Linked DNA regions of Mus musculus: all the other regions are linked to region 5. The links are chromatin contacts, called in public Hi-C and HiChIP or PLAC-seq maps. All regions are on one chromosome and are shown on one strand. Each heading gives the region's core, a stretch centred on a gene start, on an enhancer-like site or on the middle of the called end of the contact. The rest is flanking DNA. Distances are from core to core; before and after follow the strand shown. Region 1 has its middle 180 kb from the start of 4930591A17Rik. Region 2 overlaps Cdh4 (cadherin 4). Region 3 has its middle 150 kb from the start of Gm35948. Region 4 overlaps Cdh4 (cadherin 4). Region 5 holds the start of Cdh4 (cadherin 4). Region 6 has its middle 120 kb from the start of 4930591A17Rik. Region 7 overlaps Cdh4 (cadherin 4).

Evidence for each region. A called contact is a pair of places that touch in the nucleus more often than the background predicts. HiChIP or PLAC-seq counts read pairs in DNA pulled down with a chosen protein or histone mark.
Region 1: a Hi-C map of cerebral cortex shows a contact between it and region 5, with 3 times the contacts expected there. The contact joins the enhancer-like site here to the promoter of Cdh4 in region 5. A contact is called at or near these places in 3 of 39 promoter capture datasets (the 3T3-L1 cell line, cranial neural crest and hippocampal neurons), 4 of 484 Hi-C or Micro-C datasets (cerebral cortex, cortical neurons and forebrain), 7 of 115 datasets of contacts at active chromatin or transcription factors (SST interneurons, craniofacial prominence, embryonic forebrain and 4 more) and 1 of 9 other capture datasets (liver).
Region 2: a contact with region 5 is called in a Hi-C map of cerebral cortex, with 2.2 times the contacts expected there. The contact joins the enhancer-like site here to the promoter of Cdh4 in region 5. A contact is called at or near these places in 5 of 484 Hi-C or Micro-C datasets (cerebellum, cerebral cortex, embryonic stem cells and 1 more), 7 of 115 datasets of contacts at active chromatin or transcription factors (VIP interneurons, embryonic forebrain, embryonic hindbrain and 2 more) and 3 of 9 other capture datasets (adipose tissue, liver and pancreatic islet).
Region 3: a contact with region 5 is called in a Hi-C map of nephron progenitors, with 4 times the contacts expected there. The contact joins the enhancer-like site here to the promoter of Cdh4 in region 5. A contact is called at or near these places in 5 of 39 promoter capture datasets (cranial neural crest, embryonic stem cells, hippocampal neurons and 2 more), 9 of 484 Hi-C or Micro-C datasets (cerebellar granule neurons, cerebellum, cerebral cortex and 4 more), 11 of 115 datasets of contacts at active chromatin or transcription factors (craniofacial prominence, embryonic forebrain, embryonic hindbrain and 6 more) and 3 of 9 other capture datasets (adipose tissue, embryonic stem cells and liver).
Region 4: an H3K4me3 HiChIP or PLAC-seq map of neural tube shows a contact between it and region 5, with 4 times the contacts expected there. The contact joins the enhancer-like site here to the promoter of Cdh4 in region 5. A contact is called at or near these places in 4 of 39 promoter capture datasets (embryonic stem cells, hippocampal neurons and stem cell-derived epiblast-like cells), 4 of 484 Hi-C or Micro-C datasets (differentiating embryonic stem cells, embryonic stem cells and rod photoreceptor), 7 of 115 datasets of contacts at active chromatin or transcription factors (craniofacial prominence, embryonic forebrain, embryonic hindbrain and 3 more) and 3 of 9 other capture datasets (adipose tissue, liver and pancreatic islet).
Region 6: a contact with region 5 is called in an H3K4me3 HiChIP or PLAC-seq map of neural tube, with 4 times the contacts expected there. The contact joins the enhancer-like site here to the promoter of Cdh4 in region 5. A contact is called at or near these places in 2 of 484 Hi-C or Micro-C datasets (stem cell-derived neural progenitor cells and stem cell-derived neurons), 8 of 115 datasets of contacts at active chromatin or transcription factors (embryonic forebrain, embryonic hindbrain, embryonic stem cells and 4 more) and 3 of 9 other capture datasets (adipose tissue, liver and pancreatic islet).
Region 7: a contact with region 5 is called in an H3K4me3 HiChIP or PLAC-seq map of neural progenitor cells, with 15 read pairs. The contact joins the enhancer-like site here to the promoter of Cdh4 in region 5. A contact is called at or near these places in 2 of 39 promoter capture datasets (embryonic stem cells and stem cell-derived epiblast-like cells), 1 of 484 Hi-C or Micro-C datasets (myocytes), 13 of 115 datasets of contacts at active chromatin or transcription factors (SST interneurons, embryonic forebrain, embryonic hindbrain and 6 more) and 3 of 9 other capture datasets (adipose tissue, embryonic stem cells and liver).

The regions. Positions count from the first base shown.
Region 1 is chr2:179,237,180-179,239,879 of GRCm38.p6, forward strand. No RefSeq gene overlaps it. Among named protein-coding and RNA genes, the nearest start is that of 4930591A17Rik, 180 kb to the right of the region's middle. Within about 2 kb of position 1,307, at least 12 of the 459 cell types and tissues checked have an H3K27ac peak or open chromatin away from gene starts, as enhancers often do. A contact at or near this core is called in SST interneurons, cerebral cortex and forebrain, where this site is marked.
Region 2 is chr2:179,597,845-179,600,544 of GRCm38.p6, forward strand. All of the region lies in intron 2 of Cdh4 (cadherin 4), which reads left to right. Among named protein-coding and RNA genes, the nearest start is that of Gm52541, 77 kb to the left of the region's middle. Within about 2 kb of position 1,262, at least 9 of the 459 cell types and tissues checked have an H3K27ac peak or open chromatin away from gene starts, as enhancers often do. A contact at or near this core is called in cerebral cortex, where this site is marked.
Region 3 is chr2:179,192,484-179,195,283 of GRCm38.p6, forward strand. No RefSeq gene overlaps it. Among named protein-coding and RNA genes, the nearest start is that of Gm35948, 150 kb to the left of the region's middle. Within about 2 kb of position 1,493, at least 32 of the 459 cell types and tissues checked have an H3K27ac peak or open chromatin away from gene starts, as enhancers often do. A contact at or near this core is called in craniofacial prominence, where this site is marked.
Region 4 is chr2:179,629,562-179,632,337 of GRCm38.p6, forward strand. The region is part of intron 2 of Cdh4 (cadherin 4); the gene reads left to right. Among named protein-coding and RNA genes, the nearest start is that of Gm52541, 110 kb to the left of the region's middle. Within about 2 kb of position 1,425, at least 3 of the 459 cell types and tissues checked have an H3K27ac peak or open chromatin away from gene starts, as enhancers often do. A contact at or near this core is called in neural tube, where this site is marked.
Region 5 is chr2:179,441,051-179,443,750 of GRCm38.p6, forward strand. It overlaps Cdh4 (cadherin 4), which reads left to right and starts at 1,381. Exons shown (of 16, transcript NM_009867.3): 1 at 1,381-1,628. The coding sequence starts at 1,572.
Region 6 is chr2:179,291,515-179,294,214 of GRCm38.p6, forward strand. No RefSeq gene overlaps it. Among named protein-coding and RNA genes, the nearest start is that of 4930591A17Rik, 120 kb to the right of the region's middle. Within about 2 kb of position 1,362, at least 20 of the 459 cell types and tissues checked have an H3K27ac peak or open chromatin away from gene starts, as enhancers often do. A contact at or near this core is called in neural tube and pancreatic islet, where this site is marked.
Region 7 is chr2:179,678,732-179,681,431 of GRCm38.p6, forward strand. All of the region lies in intron 2 of Cdh4 (cadherin 4), which reads left to right. Among named protein-coding and RNA genes, the nearest start is that of Gm36066, 120 kb to the right of the region's middle. Within about 2 kb of position 1,385, at least 8 of the 459 cell types and tissues checked have an H3K27ac peak or open chromatin away from gene starts, as enhancers often do. A contact at or near this core is called in neural progenitor cells, where this site is marked.

The DNA.
Region 1 (2,700 bases), core at 57-2,556, 200 kb before region 5:
ACCACATGGTGGCTCACAACCATCTGTAATGGGATCCAATGTCCTCTTCTGGTGTGAGGCTGAAGACAGTTACAGTATACTCCTATAAATAAAAATTTAAAAATACATATTTAAAAAGAGAGAGGAAGGGTTTATCAGCCTATCACAGTAGCAAGAACATGGGTCTTACATTGCATCCAAGTCAAGGAAGGGGACAGAGAGACACGCTGACGCTCACCTTACTTTCTCCTTGTGATTCAGCCTGGGACCTGAGCAGCAGCAGGAGCAGCAGGGTCACTCTGTGGGAAGACCCAGCATGACCCCTAGCCCTAACTACAGGGCAACCACACATGGCTGATGCTACTTGGCACCAGAGTCCCCCTAGTGCAGCAAGACTCCATTGGAGTTGTATGATGTTTCACTACTCCTATGGAGCTGAGCATACACCTGTCCCTTACTTCATCCCAAGGTAACTGGAACCAGACCTTGTGGATGAGAGACTACAGCCCTTTGTTTTAGAAATGGGTCTCCTGGGAAAGAAGACAAACGGTCCTTCCAGCCTGCCCACTGCTTCAGATTAAGCCAGGCTGCTGGCCTTGGGGTATCTTTGCCAACCCAGGGGAAGATGGCCACTAATGAAATTAACTGAGATGAGACAGAGGTGAGACACAATACACCTCACACCCCTCAGTGTGTACTGAGAGACATTAGATGGGCATGAATTCCCTATTATGTAAGCCCATGCATTCTCCTCTCTCCCATAGTACTGGCATCTTGCAGCCTCAGAGCCCTGTCTGGTTCAATCACCGAGAACACTGACTTCCTGGATTGCTGTCCCCAGGTTTGTGTTAAACAGTGTCAACACACTGATTTGCCAGCTCTCTGCCTGGGACAGGGAAGACATGAACACCAGTGGTCTAGGCACTTCCTAATAGGGAACATGACAGAAAGGTAACCCCTGAGGACATAGAGGGACAGACAAGTCGTACCTGGCTTACTGCTTTGCTCTCTGCTATATCACAGGAAGCTGATCCAGTCACCGGGGAGAGGCTGTGTGGAGACAGCTGCTGTGCTTCCTCCCACCAAATGAGGTTTGACTGCTCGCTTATTTTGGATGACCATCTGGGAGGCAGCCACAATTCATGGTTTAGCTACATCCTGCCAGAAACCAAGTGCCCTATCCTTTTGTAGATGTTTGAAGGCTGAGCCCACAGAACCCACAAGAAGACAGTGCACAGCTTCGCCTGGTGGCACAGCCCGCGGGGCTGACACTTCCGACGCTCATCTTGACAGGAACGGAGCATGAAAAGCCAAGAAGCGAGCATCCTCCGTGTTCCCATCTGCAGCTGCTCTACCAGCCCCACCGCCAGGATGTCTTAGCTGGATCTTTCCAGCACTCTGCTTCCTGGGAAGTGTCACAGAGACACCACACAGGAGGAACACTACGTTGTCTTCCTTTTTTTTTTTGAGAACAGTCACTGAATCTTGTTGGTGAACTGCCAATATCCACCATGCCTCATTTTTAATGAGAGAGACTCTCCCTACAAGACAAAACAGTGTCACCAGGGTTTCTTTAAATCATTGTATCTACGTTCTGCATCTCAGAACACTCACCCATGCCAAGGCTGCAACTGGAAGGTTGGCGTTAACCCCTCTAAGCCTTGCACCATCAGAATGTGGATACATTGTTGCTTCTCGGAAGATGAGAGAAGCAGGGGCGAAAGCCAGCAGAAACTTCCCAACTTCCTCCCGGGCTCTTGCTGTGAAAATTAAAGTTGGGCGCTCACCAGGCTCTGTCCTGAAGCCCCAAAGCTTCTGCGGCTTACTCTAGCTGACACTTGCATATGTTCCCACGGATCAACACCAGTGGGGTCTATAATGAAGATACCCAGGCCTGTGGCAATGAGTCTGTCTGATTCCCTTGTCAGAAAGGCCTTCCCATAGCTCCCTCCTCAGTGCCCGACCTCTGAGAGATAAGAGGGATAAGGCACCATCCCCACTGGCATGGTCTGTGCCTTCCCTATGCTTTGGCACCCATTAGGCCTTCTTGTGACCACTTCTGCCCTTAGTGCATAGGAGGTCTTCATAATTCCCCAAAGACCAACAGGTGAAGCTATCCACCACCACTGGCAGAATCTTGAACCAACATTCAAGATGTGTGTCCTTGACTGAGGCATGGAAAGATGAAGATCTTGGCTTCTTACCTGCAAAACAAAGGATAATGGAGGCTACCTCTGCAGGTTGCTACAATCACAGATATCTATGGATGTGATGGCATCTGCCCGGCACCACAATGGCCTCAGAGCATGTCAGCTCTCCTTGATGACTGCTGATCTGGGATGTGTGCCTTGTGAATTTGGAACCAACTCTTTCAAAGATGTTTCCTCTTTCCAGAATGGGAGCCCACAGGGCAGTGTGGCCCAGGAGCTATGACTGCAGCAGAGCCGGACAGGGCCCCTCAGATCTGGGGGGTTGCAGGGACAGCAGCCAGGCCATTCTGCCATCCAGAAGTAAACACCATTGGGTTAAAAGTGCTCCATCTTGATCTTCTAACACACAATCTAATTTGCAAAGTGAATGTGAACACTTTTAGTCTAAGGAAGGGAGACTGGGGGAGGCTCTGCCCTGGTTTTGTTTTTCCTGTCCTCAGTTTTGATGAGTCACAAAGATGTCTGACAACAGATGCTGAAGGTACTCCTGCTAAGGTGTTCCTGCCGAGCA
Region 2 (2,700 bases), core at 12-2,511, 160 kb after region 5:
ATTCTCAGGATAGCGTTGCTGGCATTTGACAATTAGTGTAATTAGCTCTGTGTCGGGATTAAGCCCTCCAGCATCAGGCCCTGCAGACTTGAGAAGAGGCAAAAGCAGCTCGTTGTGACATTTTGTTGTTGCTGCTTTTGTTTGTTTGTTTATTTCTATGGAGACATAACTGACTTGAATGGCCTCTGTAACCTTGGGACAATCACCAGGAAATCATGAGGAGTGAATTGCTAGGACACCCACTGTCCTTGTTTGTAATATAATGTGAGCATTGTAAGTCCCTGTCATTTAATTCCCAGCCGAGGCACTGCATGTAAGAGGTGGCAGACTCTGGACATTAGGTGACAGGCTTCAGCAGGCTCCAGGAGCATGCTCTCTGTATCCCTTTGGGAGGGCACTTCAGCACCCTCACAACAGCCTTCACACCATTCCACCAACCTTGGTCTTCACTTCCAGAAACACCTGTTTGAAGAGCTCACGGTTTCACAGCAGAGTTATTTAACTTGTAGGTCGACACTTGGACGTCTGGTTCATTTAGCGGATTGCTTGTGGTTCTTTGTCTGCGACCTAGTAGTGATCCATTGTGGGGAAATGTCCTCTGTATCTGTATGATCGTGAGTATGTGTGACAGGGTAGAGAGAAGGGAGATTCTGATGGGCCCATCTGGATGTGATCTGAAGTGCTAGAGCCATTGAGCCTCCTGCCTGCTGTCCCCTTCCTCATCTTTACTCTCCAGGTTCTGTTGTGAGAGTCACATGTGGTTTGGGCCTCCTGGGCTTACAGAAAGGATCCAGGCTGGCATACTGAGGGCCACAGGGGCTGAGCTGCACCCCCTGGGTGTCTGAGTTGTGGGGAACAAATGCCTGCCTGCTGTTCCTGGTAGGGTAGCACATTTTCACATTTCTTTTTCTTTCACACAAAAGCCATCTGATGCCTGTGGGAACAGAGTCCAGAGATGCAAGATGGGTTTCTGATTATTAGGGAAGCCCATCTTTGCTGGGGCAGGGGGAGGCTTGTAATCGCCATGGGCTGGGTGATGACTCCTGTAAAACACACGGACACTGCTTCCATTCCTCTTTGTTCGAAACACCCCCTTCTCTTTTTATCCCTTTTCCTTTTTTGATACAGCCCAAGGGCATTTTCCTATCCTCTGTGAAGGAAATTCCTGCTATGGCAGATGCCAGCGGCAAACACCCCGGAGCCGTCTGTTGTTTCTGCCTTGGATGGGATTTTACCGCGCTGTGGACTCTTCTGGAACATGATATCAAAGTAGGTGCTGCAGAGCTTGGCTGTGACTTCAGACTCTCGGTGGCTGGTACAGAGACCTGCTCTGGGAAGGAAAATGCTTGCCCGGTTTTGGAAATGTTAAGTAGATCATAGCTTCCCTCAGCTCTGAGTTTGGTTGTAGCACTCCGTGATGAGCGGCACACTGCAGGCAAGATGACTGTATGCATTGTCAGACAGTGGTGAGTGTGTGCCTTACACTTTCCCAAGCTGCCACGAGCACTGGACCAACCAAACCACACCCCAGAAAATGTCTGTATCTGTTGACATTGGGGGAAAAGACTGTTAAACCTCAGGCAAGTTTAGAAGAGTCTTCTGCCATTCAGGCCTCCTTCAAGAGCCCAGCCCCAAAATTCTGATTTAAAAAGTCACTTGGAAAGTAGGGGCAGGAGGATCTCTGCGAACCCAAAGCCAGCCTGGGCTCAAAGACAGCCTTCATCACACTATGTAGACCCTGTCCTTGAAATAAATACAAAACCACAAGAGTCAGTGTCAGGAAGGGAGAGGTTCTGAAAGGAGCCATCTGTCCATCTGTCTGTCCACCCACGGCCTAAACCCCAGGCTCCCCTTTCACATCCTCCCTGAGGAATTTGCCTCTCTATCTTTTTCTCTCAGCTGTCTCTGTGTTCCTCTGTTTCTATCTCTGTCCCTTCCTATGACTTTCTCCATGTATGTTCCTACCTCTGTTTGTCTCTACTCAACACACATTGTAGGCTCTAGCACAGCACATTAGGGCCTCACATGGCCTCACAGGGCAACTTTGCCCAACTTTCCTGTGCTCTGTGGTATCTCTGCAGTCAGGCTCACTGAGAATTGCTATTTTATGAGACTACAACTAAACATGGTTCCTGAGATGAATTTGCAGCATGTCCTATTGATTTCTCAGGAAATCTTCTCTGCCGTGTGATACCACTTCTGCCTGTGAGAACCATGGCCAAAGGCAAGGTGCCAAGAAGTGTCAGAGAAAGCCACCAGAAAGCTTCTAGGCCACAGTTGGCCCTCTTCCCAGCAGAGACATATTTGCTATGATTCTTCAGCCCACAGCCATGCCACATGCCATACACAGCCACACATAGCCACAAAGCCTTACCATATACCACACCCAGCCACATAGCCACACCACATGTCACACATAGCCACACAGCCACACCACATGAAGTCATACCACATGCCACACCCAGTCACAAAGTCATACCACATGCCACACCCAGTCACACAGCCTTACCATATACCACACTCAGCCACACAGCCACATCACATGCCACATACAGCCATACCACATGACACTCACAGCAACACAACCACACCACATGCCACACACAGTCACACAGCCATAACACATGCCACGCACAGGCACACATCCACACCACATGCTACACCCAGCCACATAGCCACACCACATGCCACACCCAGCCT
Region 3 (2,800 bases), core at 243-2,742, 250 kb before region 5:
AAAGATTACTACTAAATAAGAATGCTCTGGAGAGACCAATGCGGAAATAAAAGGATGGATCTGTCAGTTTTGGTGTCTCTTTCAAGGAAGAGAAATGTGATACCGTAGGCTTCGGCTCCCTCCTGCTGGCCCTCCCTCACTCCTTCTCCTTCTGCATCCTCCCCCTTCCCCTCTTAGCCCCCCTTTCAGCCTCTTTCATTTTTGCCTCTTTCCCCTTCCTCTCCTTGCCCTTTTGCTGCCTGCTCAGTCTTCTCTCTCTCTCTCTCTCTCTCTCTCTCTCTCTCTCTCTCTCTCTCTCTCTCTCTCTCTCTCTCTCTCCCTGCTTCCACACTATTCCCTCTCTCCCTTCTCTTCTTGCTGTTTTCTCAACGGCTTTGTCAAAACTGCTCAATTCTCAACAGTCAGACCGGAGAGACACAGGCCTTGCAGCCATGCCGGCAAAGAGGCAGTGACATATTTACATATTTAAAGGTAAATGAGCCCTGTGTGGTCACTACAGGTACAAGGTACAGTTTGCATTTCCTAAGACAACACAGCCTATTCCTGGAAACAGTGCTCCACCCTGCCCCACCCCACCCAGTGCTAAACCAGCAGTGATGGAGAGACCCAGCTGTGTAGAAGGCAGCCTCTCACTGTGTGGACAGTGGAGAAGGCAGAAGAATGGCTGATGTAAGCGCCTGTAAGGGGGGCCTCTCCACAGGCAGCTGCCAGCCTTCTGTCAGCAAGATGGACAAAGCCCCAGGAAGGGCACGCTGTGTGACAACGGTGTGCATTAGCTCCAAGGCTTGGCAGTCAGGGCAGCCCAACCTGCAGCCTCCTACATGGGACTGCACAGAGTTCCATGAGACAGGCTAGGAAACCACAGTGGGGTGTCTAGATGCGTTCGGTGGATCAAAGTGGCATTTCCCTTTAGAGCATTACCCAAGAAGTATGGTAGAGGCTGTTGCTGTGATATGATGGGCTGAGTGGTTAAAAGGGCTTATGGCTTCCTTCTGGCTGTTCTAGGTCACCTGTTAGGGGCTCTTCAAGGCATGCATGGTGCTGATTCTCATGGGCATCCCTAATGGTTCTTCCTACAAGCCAGTGGGCCATAAGCACTGGAGGTCTCTTTTGTAGAGCTGGGAGATAAGTCCACGCCTCCCTCTTTGGAGGCCGCGTTCTCCATTAAGCACTCCCCCTGTCTAAGTATACACAGTCTACAGCTTTGCAGGAGGTGGACCTCCCACTGCAGACAGAGGCGTCCTATAAGGCTGGGTCAGTGGAGCGTTATCACCATGACAGGCTGAGCTGAGAGTTTCTGGTAGATTATGTTTATTTCTTGGCCATTCTGTGACCACCGTTCATTTAGGGTCAGAAAGTTCTTGCACAGCTGCCCCCATGCTGTCCCGGGTGCTGACCCACCCGGGAGCTGACCAGGGTGCTGTCCAGGGTGCTTAACCAGACACCCTGTCAAGTGCCAGGGACGAGCTAACCACTTCAGTGGGATCCAGCAACACCTCTGAATGCTGCCCTCTAGTGGCAGCTCCATTCACCCACTTGCCTGAGTTGTGCCTTATCCTGCTGACCATGGTGTTAGGTTAGTGGTCTTCCTACCACTCTAGGCCAGCTCTAACCTGCTCTCTGTGCACCACTTCTGGCCCCAGCTTCTTGGTCCCAGGTCTGTTATTTTTTGTTTTGCTCTGTTGTGTTCTGTTTCTAGACAGGATCTCACTGTGAACCTTTGGCTGGCCTGGAATTTGCTATAAAGTCCAAGCTGGCTTCGAACTCACAGAAATCTCCCGGCCTCTGCCTTCCAAATGCTGGGATCAAAGTTGTGTGCCACCACATCTGGCTCACTCTCAGTTTTCATTGTCAAAGACAAAGTGACTGTGTAAGTATGGTTCAGAGAATTTGTCCAGTCTGTGGCTTTGACACAGCCACTCAGGCCTTCAGTTCAGGATTGGGATGGACAGTGGTGCAGCCAAATTCCCTCCTGCTCAGAGTGAAGGGAAGTTACAGTCTAGATGAGCCTTTTCAAAGAAGCCCAACCAAAATGACAGCCAATATTCTGGTGCTAAAGGTGGTCCGTGCAGGGAGCACCTGGATGACATAGGCTATCAATGGGTAGTGAGAAAAGACCATGATAGAGTTGGATCCCAGTGGGCAGGAAGCGGGTGGATGGAGGATGATTGAACAGAATTTGGAAGACATGAAATGATCAGCCAGGGACACGAGTGTGCACAGAGAGAGGATCCAAAGAGGATAAGTCAGTGATCACGGACATGTGCATATGTATATGTGAATGTGAATATACATATGAACATGTATGTATAAGTGAATGTTTATATATGTAGTAATGTATATATACATATAAATGTGAGTATTCATATAAATATGTATGTATATGTGAATGTATATGTATATATGAATGTGAATACACATATAAACATGTATATATGAATGTGCATGTAGATATTAACATATATAAAAATGTATATATACATATGAAAGCATATGTAGATAGGACCGTGTATGTATATATAAATATGTTCATACATATGAATGTGTATGTATAAGTGAATGTGTACATACATATAAACATGTATGCATATGTGAATGTGTATGTATATGAATGTATATGTAGATATGAATGTGTACATACATATATGTATGTAGATAGGAATGTGTATGTACATTTAAATGTATATATGTGCTCTGCATGCATATATAAATGTGTATACATGATTTGTATGTACATATGAGCATTGTAGTATGCATGTAAGCACATACATATATGTGTATACATGTATATAAGAATATA
Region 4 (2,776 bases), core at 175-2,674, 190 kb after region 5:
GGTGCAAGCTTGGAATCAGGGGATTGAAGGGTGTGAGGGACCATGTGCATAAACCTGAGCTTAACGGCTATCCTCGGTCCATCGTGGCAAGTACTCTGGCCCTGTGAACAAAGCTGTCTTTTATTTCCTCACACACTGACATTGTACTTGTGATAAGCAGATGTTTGGCTGTGGTTCACCTCAGCTAGAGAAATCCAGTACGATCCGGTTGTCCCAGAACACCCTGGGGTGCAGCCTAGATCCTTCTCTCTATGTTTGTGCTCTGTGAAAGCCACCCTCCACTTCCCACCTGCTACCCTGGGGCTGGGACAGTCTGTCCTGTGTCCTAGCATCAGATCATGATACCTCTATCCTAGGACCTGGGGTTTTGATATCACCAGGTAGCTGGTAGAGCAAGTATCCCAGAATCTACTCAATTGATCATTGAGTAGAGCCTATTCCTGGACTGTCACCAGGGTGGGACACCCACAGGGTTGCCTGTCCCCTGAGATTCTCTCTACAACACCCATCACCTGTCACCTGAGTCAACTGTAGATGCCTCTCTCAAAGAGCCCACTAGATGTATAGTCTCCATGCCTTGTATTATTAGACCCTGGTGTCCTGTGATGCTTTGACCCCTGAGCTGATGCCCAGGGAAGTCCATAGACACCATCTGTGGTTGATTACCACTGGTGCTTATTTGTGTCCTCTTGTTTTGTTTGGGGATAGGGGTTCATCAACTGTGGACCACTGTGAAGTACCTGGAAGTTTTCGATGGTCGCCATTCTTAGGGTGGCTTGCTAGTAAAGGATGCCATTTGATGTCCCTCAGAAGCAGTTCAGCCACCTACAACAACCTCATCTGGAGGTTGACAGGGTGGAGATTGGGAAGCCCCCTGTTCTGTGATGCTGGCAGCACTGAGTGACATCTGGGAATACAGACAGGTATTAGACCTCTCTCTCAACCACGTCATGTAATCCACACCCTGTGAGCTATATGTGGCTCTTACTGCTTCCAGTGGAGAAATGGAGGCCCAGAGAGCTCAGCCACATCACCAAATCCCATCTTAACTCTGCAGCCAGTGCCACCGCCCTCTGCTGAGTTTTACTCAAGCCAGAATAAGGCTGGTCAGAGCCCACATGGTACAAAGTGGCCCGCTCCTGCCAAGTGCAAACATGGCTGGCTGTGTGTCCAGAGAACCCAAGATGCTGATCCTTCCTCAGATCCCCCTGAACTTTGACCTCGTCTCTGATCCCAAGCACCATCAGGCCAGGCCCAAGGCCAACGAGGCAGCTGCATGAACTCGCCATGTTTATAAATCTGACTCACGTCCTAATTGGAACCAGAGACACAATTAATCACTCTGATCCCTCACACCCTTGATCTCAACAAAGGCAGTCACAAAACATGCTCTCTCCCCGACCGTGTTCACGTCACACCGCCTCCTCACTAAGGGTCTGGCTCAGAAGTGTCTGACTTAATGTGGGGAAAGGCAAACATCAAGGAAGCCCCAGTGTGGACAGCGTTCTTCCCTCACGTGCTCACCCTCCTACTGCCTAACATTTTGCTTATGATGTAAGGCTTGGGGCTGCGTTTCTTGTGGAAATGACTTTTCAATGCGTGGCTGATTTTATTTTCTTTTTTTTTTCTTTTCTTTTCTTTTCATTAGATATTTTCTTCATTTATATTTCAAATGCTATCTTGAAAGTTTCCTATACCTCCCCCCGCCCTGCTCCTCAACCCACCCACTCCTGCTTCCTGGCCCAGGCATTGCCCTGCATATGATCTTCGCAAGACCAAGGGCCTCTCCTCCCAATGGTGGCTGACTAGGCCATCTTCTGCTACATATGCTACTAGAGACATGAGCTCGGGGGGTACTGGTTAGTTCATATTGTTGTTCCACCTATAGGGTTGCAGACCCCTTCAGCTCCTTGGGTACTTTCTCTAGCTCCTCCATTGGGGGCCCTGTGTTCCATCCAATACATGACTATGATCATCCACTTCTGTATTTGCCAGGCACTGGCATAGCCTCACAAGAGATAGCTATATCAGGGTCCTGTCAGCAAAATCTTGCTGGCATACGCCATAGTGTCTGCGTTTGGTGGCTGATTATGGGATGAATCCCCGGGTGGGGCAGTCTCTAGATGGTCCATCCTTTTGTCTCAGCTCCAAACTTTGTCTCTGTAACTCCCTCCATGGATATTTTGTTCCCCATTCTAAGGAAGAACGAAGTATCCACACTTTGGTCTTCCTTTTTCTTGAGTTTCATGTGTTTTGTAAATTGTATCTTGGGTATTCTAAGTTTCTGGGCTAATATCCACTTATCAGTGAGAGCATATCATGTGTGTTCTTTTGTGACTGGGTTACCTCACTCAGGATGATATCCTCCAGATCCATCCATTTGCCTAAGAATTTCATAAATTTATTGTTTTTAATAGCTGAGTAGTACTCCATTGTGTGAATGTACCACATTTTCTGTATCTATTCCTCTGTTGAGGGCCATCTGGGTTCTTTCCAGTTTCTGGCTATTCAAAGTATCACTATTTGCAGATGATATGATAGCATATATAAGTGACCCTAAAAATTCCACCAGAGAACTCCTAAACCTGATGAACAGCATGGCTGCTTTTCATTCATATACTGGAATGCAGGCCTATGATGCAAGACTGGTGGAATGCATCTTCTGTGAGGCTGGGGCTGTGAACAGTTATGTTCAGAGGACAGTAAAGAGCTCACTGTGGGGAGCCATGGTGGTTGACTGGACTGTGATGGTGGTTGGTGGGGATGGTGCTTACAT
Region 5 (2,700 bases), core at 131-2,630:
GTAGCTGTCTCCTCCAGGTCTCCATATTCCTTCTCACCTCCCCAGTAAGCTCACCGACTCGCCAAGCTGTACTCAAGTCTTGCTTTGGTCTGGGTACCTCTCTATCAAGAGTGAATGTTTCTTTGTCTCCCCAGGGAAGGACATAGAAGAGTCTGAAGACTGCCCAGCCAGCCATGCTAAGTTAGTAGCCTCTCTCATTCCTTAGCAGGCCAATACTGGGACAGTCTGTGGCATAGGGCCAGGTTGGCACAGGCTTGGTGTTCAGATACTTGGTGGTCCAAGCTAAACCCAGTCTCATACCTCTGGACAGAGCCCACTATGCACCCTGGGTTACCCTGATTTCCCATGGCTCGAGTACTAGTCAGGAGACCTAGGGTGTCATCCACCATAGTGGGGGGAGGGGGGGCAAGGAAGAAAAGGTCTCTCTGTCCAAGTTAACTATGACCTTGGGGCAACTTAATTCACTCTTCTCAAACCAGAACTATTGTATTCTGGACACAGATTTTCTCAGAAGAGAGACAAAGAACATTTGAAAAACATCTGAGCAGACACTCCACTTTTCTGTACATTGCTTAGCCAAGGGAGGGATGGGGAAGCCTTCACTCACAGTCCAAGCTGCCCTTATTTTTCCGCGAGAGCGATACGATGCTTAAAGAAATGCCTGCAGTCAGGGTTGGAAATTGCCCATGCGAAGCAAATGGAGCTGGCCTGCCCAGGGAGCTGACGTGCCTGACAGCTCTGCCCGCTGGAGTCCCTTCCTTCCTTCCGCGGCCTCTGATTTCTTCCTTGCCTATACAGAAGACCTAACTACATTTTGGCACACACAGAGGAATGGGTAGGAATCCTCCCAAACCTTGGAGGATAGCCAGAGCCAGGCCCACACTATAAGGGGTCAGCCGAGCCAGCCCAGCTGGAGAGTGACCCCTCCCCTCTCCCTCTCTTCCGATCCCTGAGCTGTTCAGAGGGCTGGAGGCCATCACAAAGGCCTGTGTCCGGAGACTTAGATGACACAGGGATGAAGGAAGTGTCCACTCTTCACTGTGGGCTCTGAAAAGAAGTTGACCTAACATCACGGTGTGATCACAAGCAGGGGTCCCACAATCTACAAAGGACATCTAACTTGCTGGGCAGAGACTACACAGTCTTCTTTGGTTCACACCGTCTTTGCTCCTAGAAACCCAGTCTCCCTGGCTTCGTCTGCTCATACAGGCCTCTAGTTGTCCCACGGGACTGAGGCCGCCCTGCCAGCGAGCAACCAGGCCAAGCGGCTGAGCGAGTGGGCGCGGGAGCGGCTCCTTTAAGGCCCGCGTCAGGCCCGGCCGGAGGGGCGGGGCCTCGGCGAGGCCGCCGCTCAGCTTCACCTGCAGTTCCGAGCGCGCGGAACAGAGGCGCGGGCGGCTGCGAGGCCGGCGGACGCACCGGCCGGAGGGAGCGCGCCGCCGGCCCACTTGGCCTGGCTCCCGGAGCCCGGGCGGCAAGTGCGGGGAAAAGCAGGGCGGGCGCGGGCGGAGCATCGCCGCGGCGAGGGAAGCCGGGCACCGGGCGAGCGCCGGGGCGGCGCGGCGGGGACGATGACCACAGGCTCTGTGCTGCCGCTGCTGCTGCTCGGGCTCTCGGGCGCGCTCCGGGTAAGTTGCCGCCTCTCCGATCGCAGGCGATCTGGGAACCCGTGGGGCTAGCTGGTGTCTCCCGGTCTTCTCAAACCGCCGCCCGCGCTGCGCGAAGCCGCTCGCTATCGGAGCGAGGAGCCGCGGAGCTGAGCGGGCGGGACCCTAGGTGCCATCTCGTTGCCCGATCTGCGCTCCGGGGCCGCCCTCCGTAGTGTAGTACTCGCCTCCGCCGCCCGGCAGTCGCGCATCCCGAGTTCCAGCCGCGCGCCGGGTCGGGTCGGCTGCGCGGGGCGCTCTCCCGGGTCCCGTGGGTGCCGCGGAGCTCGGCTGCAGTGGGAGGCGGAGGCGACTAAGGGGCGCGGGTTGTAGCCGCGGGGTCTAGCAGGTCCTCCCGACTTAGAGAGGGATCGGGAGGAGGGCGCAGCGGGAGCGCGAGGCACTGAGCCCGGGGACTGGAGCTGGACACACTCGCTGTTTCCGCACAGTCTCTGCGCGGTCTCCAGCCGGCTCCCTCGGTTAACTCCAGCTCGCTGCGGGTCTTCGGAACGGCTCAGCGGCAGCTCCCGCAGCGACCCTGGGCGGAGACCGAGTGGCCTGAACCCCCTCTCGTGGCCGATCGGTCCGGTGGCCTGCTCGCTGCCACGCCGAGGTATTCTCTGCGATGAACCAGGGTTGGCGACCGGCTGCTCCGAGGCCACCGGACCATCGCCTTGCGCGGGGAACACGCCCCGGGGGGACAGAAACTTTCCCGGCCGACTTTTGTCTCCCGCGGGCTGCAAGAGCATTTCAGAGCTGCGATCCCCAAGAACCAGATGTCATTCTGAGCTTGGCCGGGGGAAGATCCCCGACCCAGCCCTCCCTTTCCTAGCCTCCGGGGCCGGGTACTCGAGCCCGAGCTACAGGCTGCAGGCTGCGGGTGGCCTCCCAGCGGAACCCGGGCGGAGCTGTTGCGCGCAGCTGGAGGACTCGGCCGGCAGGGAGGCGCGTTCCGCTCTGGCGGCCCGCGAAGCTGAGACTGCAGGGTGCTGGCTGCGCCCCCGGCTCCCGGAGCTTGCTCACCAGGGATCCGGAGCCTGGTGCGCCTTCTTCT
Region 6 (2,700 bases), core at 112-2,611, 150 kb before region 5:
AGGCAGAGCCTCACTCTTGGGCCAGAGTGGTCAATCATAAATGTCTCTCAAAGCTCCTTGGTTGATGCTCTTGCATCCCCCTGGGAACCACCGTAGCTTGACCTGCTTATTGCCCTCAAAGAAGAGTGGGACAGGCAAACTTTTGTTGGACCCACAGACATAAGCCATGGCCATGCCAGGGTGCTGTGTCAGGTGTCCCAGCTAATGTTCTGATCATCAGGGACTTCAGAGAAGAAGTCAGAGGCTGATTGTTCTGAGGCCCTGGATGCATCAGGCTCTGTCTTTTGTACATGTCATCTCTACTGACCATGTGTGTGTGCTTGTACTGGCATGTGCACACATATGCACATATATCATACACACATATATACACACAAACAGACAATGCACACACAATCAGATACATACAGACACACAGACATACACATAGACATAGACATGCACGCAGACACACATATACACATGCATAAACATACAGACACACACAATGCACACACACAATGCATGCACACAGACACATACACACAAACACATGCACAAGCACACACACACTTGCATGCGGTGCCACATGTCAGCTCCCTGCCTCCTTCTGAATGAGGAGACCGTATTTGTCAGCAACACCGCATCCCGCAGATCCCCAGCATGATTTATGGCATGCGTTAGCGCAATATCTGTGTGCATCGCTGGAGGAAACTTAATTGATGAGAGGATTGTCAGAAATGATTCTGGGTGTGGGGAGGGGTGCATTGAACAGCAGATCAAAAGGGAAGGCAGCCTCTCTTTGAAATAATATGTTCCTGCATTTGGATTGGAATATCTCCTAAAGAAACAACTCCCTCATTTTTCTGTCGGAGACTTTAGATTTCTTTCTCCTTTGGTGACCAGGCCATGCTTAGTAAATAAGATACAGAGAGAATGCGTGTGTCTATCACCCAGAGACAAGGTCCCAGTTCGGAGACCTCAAGGGCACTAGGTTGTAAGTCACAGTGAGTTCCATGTTGGGGAAGGCTGCCTGGAGAAAAGCCCCGGGGACTAGAGTACAAAGCAAGAGAAAGACAAGGGCAGGTGACATGCTGGCTGTTCGTACTCAGAAGCAAAGGTTCTTGGCTTTAACCTGTCTGTAACCTGCCCATGCCGACTGTGTGGTCATTTTGCACCACTAGGCTGGACTCCAAAACCCTGTCAGGCAAACGTCCATCCCTCAGCTAAGCCTGAGTGCAGCAGGTCACTGCCCTAGGGCACTGGATGGGGCCAGATCTCTGTGTCAAGGAATGGTGCCTTTGTGTACAGACACTCACCAGAGGCCACAGCCACACCCAGGAGGTTTCCAAGGAAACAGGCATGAGGACATCCATACCCTGAGCCATGCCCTGGCCTCAGCCATGCAACCCACAGCCCAACACTAGGAGGCCACGGCTGCTCATTCCTGGGGCCCTTGACAAGTGAAGCTCCTGCTGACAGCAGAAGGTAGCTATTCAGAAACTATGCCATGTAGCCTGCTGAACAGGAGACAAGAGGGACCTCAACACACCCACACCCACCGGCTTCGAACACTGAGCAAAGCCATAGGATGGTGCTGCCAGCACTGGATGGCACCCTGGGACACTGGAGTGGAGGACGGTAGCACATGCTTTTGGAGACACTTGCTGTTTCCCTCTCTCCTCCCGTCCTTCCATGAAGCTCAGCTCAGAGTGACTATAAATCAAGGACACAGTGCAGAGACCCTAGTCAGGGCTTGGTTCCCCCAGTCTCTACTAGGGCTAGCTTTAGGGAGGATTGGGGCTAGGCGTGGATCTGGTCAGAAGCAGTTTGGGCACAGGACATTTCTCTCCCCTGTAGTGTTGATCAGAGCCGGGCAAAGGGCTCATTTCCCATGCGCATAGTAATGCTGTGTTTTGAGTATGGCCAACCCATGAATATTAAAAATAAAATACGCTTGATCAATGAGGGCTTTGTTTGCGATATAACCGTCCTGGGTTCAGACAGACAAGCCCCCACAGCTTAATCACTGTCACCCGAGTGTGGTTTGCAGAAGAATCGGGGTGTTCCGACGAGTATTGATCTGCCATCGCAGTCCCAGGCGTTCAGGGATGAGGGACCGGCCATAGCCCTTCTGCTTTGTATCGGGAATACGTCAGGGCCGTCCACATTAAACCACCTCATATCGATAAGCCGGCAAGCTAAAAAACACCCGCCATGGTGTGATTGATCGCTGCGTATTAACCGAGGTTATTAGAGCGGGGAAATATGATGCTTTCATCAGGGCCTCGCAGCACACAACTTAACAATCCATCTTCATTTCCCTTGTGTTTTTCTTCTTCTGGGCCCATTTTTTTTCTTTTACTCAATTAATTACAGTTAATTAGATGCTGAACACAATGACTTTATGTTGTACCCAAAGAGACCTCAAGGGGTAGGTCTCTGTGTGACGTGGCAGTCAGTCCTAGAAGGCTTCGTGCTGCCAGGGTCCTCAAGACAGACAAGGGGCTCAGCCAGTGCCTTCCCCAGGAATGCTATCAAGTGAAGGAGACGCCCGTGTGGACTGGCACACACTGGTCATTTCCTAGATCTAGACTTTGTGTTTTTGCACAGGCGGGCAGGAGGTGGAGGATAGCTGGCCCCAATTGGTTTTAGCTAAGAAAGGCTGTTGCATGATCCTAACATTTCTCTGGGGTTGTGAGATTAAGTTTTCCAAGGTCC
Region 7 (2,700 bases), core at 135-2,634, 240 kb after region 5:
GAGTGAGGTCAGTCTGTCCCAGGAAAGGGTCACTGGGATCCTACGCAGCTCCATGTTGGACAACTCTGTAGTCTTGACCCACCTTGTGGGGTTCTACTCTTGCCAGCTTGTCATTTACTGTGTTCCATGGGTAAACGGGGTATAGAGGCTGGGACTCAAAGCCCAAACTGCATCTTACGACCCTCTCCACTCCTGCTGACACTGGCTGGTCAGGCGTTTTACCTGTAGCCTGTCTTTTGCTGCTTTGTGGGTTCTTCTTTCTTCTACACTTTACCCCTTCTCTTCCACCCTTTCTACCCCCAACACTGGATAAGAGAGGAACAGGGATAGAGAGGAACGGAAAGAGATGCGTGAATAAAGTCAGGGGGTTGGAAAGAGGGTCATGTCGTTGTTAGACTACTGCCTGCTGGTTTAAGGTTTTGAGTTCCTCAGGGCAAGTTTGATCTTCACCATCAGGATATCTAATTTCTTCTTGTTCTTTCTTCTTTGGGAGTGACTATTAACAAACCTTGAGCAACAACTACCAACAACCCTTCACACCTCTCAGGGCCCTAACATTTGTATACCTTCTTTTTAAAAAAAATCTCAGAATTCCAAATGTCACACAACCGCAGAAGCTATCTGCAGCTGGCAAAATTATGCCCCTGCTAGAACACGAGGCAAATCATAGTCAGCTGCTGTGGACAGTCTGAAGCAGCCCCATGTCCCACACCCAAGAGTGTAAAACAAAAACATATTCTTATATTCCTGTTGTTTTTTTATTTATTTAAGAAACCCAAATTCCGAAATTGTCACTACATTTTTCTGCCTTAGGGAAGGGTGATGAAGAGAAGTATGTAAATGAGCTACACAAGATTAAAAAAAGAGAGAGATGCATTCTGAACTCTGTGCTCTTCAGTGAGCGAGTCAACACTTCATCCTAAATCCAGCTATCTACCAACATGCCCTAGGCATGACATTGAAGGATCCTGTGTGGGGGTCAGCAGGCAAGTTTGTTCTCAGCTAAAGCATCAAGAAGCGATGTTAAAATAATTCAGGCTGCATGGCTGACCTAGGGAGCACGCAAGAGCTGAGCTTTCAGAGTGGGGCTCGGCTTGTGGTGCTGTGGTATCATGTGCATGTTTACCACAGTGCCTCCTTGTCTCCTCCACCTAGAGTATCGCTTTCAGTGTGCAGTGGCTGGTGTCTTAGACAGATTCTCCTCTCAGAAAATGTCAGCATGGAGCAACCCTGTGTGCTGTGGGGAGATGGGTATCACACAGTGGGAGTCTTTACACATCCACGTGGATACAGCAGAACTTGGCTGCTGCCTCTGCTGTCTGAGCAGACAGGCTCTGCAGATCTCTCCTCATGGTTGCCTGGCATGCCGACAGCAGCCTGTGTCAGTGTCTGGAAACCAGGGTTGTGCTCTTTCGTTTTCTTCTGCTCTCTTCTGCCTGTGTGTCTGAGCTGGGGTTCAGATAGGTATCTCCTTTCCCTGCCCTACATCTTCCCGTAGAACACAAGTGTGCACAAGGACAGTCTTGTTCCTTTGCACCACAGGTGTGTGGCCACCATCACCCCAGAAGAATTTATCAAGAGCTGAAGAATAAATGAGGCTAAAATCCAACCTGGGGAGTGTGTCCCACATGGGTGCCTTCAGGAGGGAGGGTTGTCAGCATCAAAGCCACCTGGGAAGGAATTATACAGGATCAGATCCAGCTAGGTGTCTGACTCCTGGCCCTGTGGCCAGAGTGGTTTTCTCAGTTCTAATACAAGCCCGGAAACATAAAGCTGGCATCCCAGACTTACAGATGAGTCCTGTCCCAGACCCATCTACAAGTGTCATGAAGAGCCAGCATGGGCCTCACTGAGGAAACTGAGTGCTTGGTAAACCCGTTCATGTCAAGGACTATTCTTTATGGTCTGAAAATACCCGACCCCCTCACTCGGTTGTTAAAAGGAAAATGGTTTCTCCTCCAGCCTATTCTCCTCTTTCTTCCTCTCTGTCCTCTGTCGCTTTCCAAGGCCACTCCCACCAGCCTTGCCTGGCAGAAGGCCCTGAACAACTCCATCAGAGTTGCCACCTGTGCCCTGTGACTGGGCATCCTGGGTATTTTCATGTTTAAGAGGGGGAAACTATAGCAGAGACAACTGTGGCTCCCCCACCCCTGACCCTCACGGGGGTCTGCAGCCAACGTCACCTTCACAGAGGAGGTAGGCATAAATAGTACCAGCTGCACTTCCAGCCTGAAGCTTCCAAACTGCGGAGTGAATGTGAGAAGAAGCTGGAGGTCTCGGAGTGAGGCTGGGTCCCTTGTGTATCAGCAGAGGTCTGTGGACAGACGTCCCAAACATCCTCCATCCAGCTTCCCCAAGGCCTGCCTTGCCCCTGCACCTACTTCCTGTCCCTGTCCCTCAGCTCAGGCACTGCTGAGGCCACCCCTGCTCCCCTTGGTCACCTGGCACACGTTAGATTCTGAAGAGCTCCTCACTGCAGCCAGCCAGGGAGTGCACACACCCTTACCACACATGGCCTGTGAGGATCGCTAAGTCCCACATGGCCACGCACAGTGGAAATGCATGCACATGTGTCTATGTGATGGGAAGCCATAAGGCCGTGAGTCCAGCTTCCTATTGCTGGCAGATCAGTTTTACACACAGCTTAACTCCTCAGACCCATCCTGTGTCCTCCTGTTTCCTGCTTTTCTTCCTCAGTTG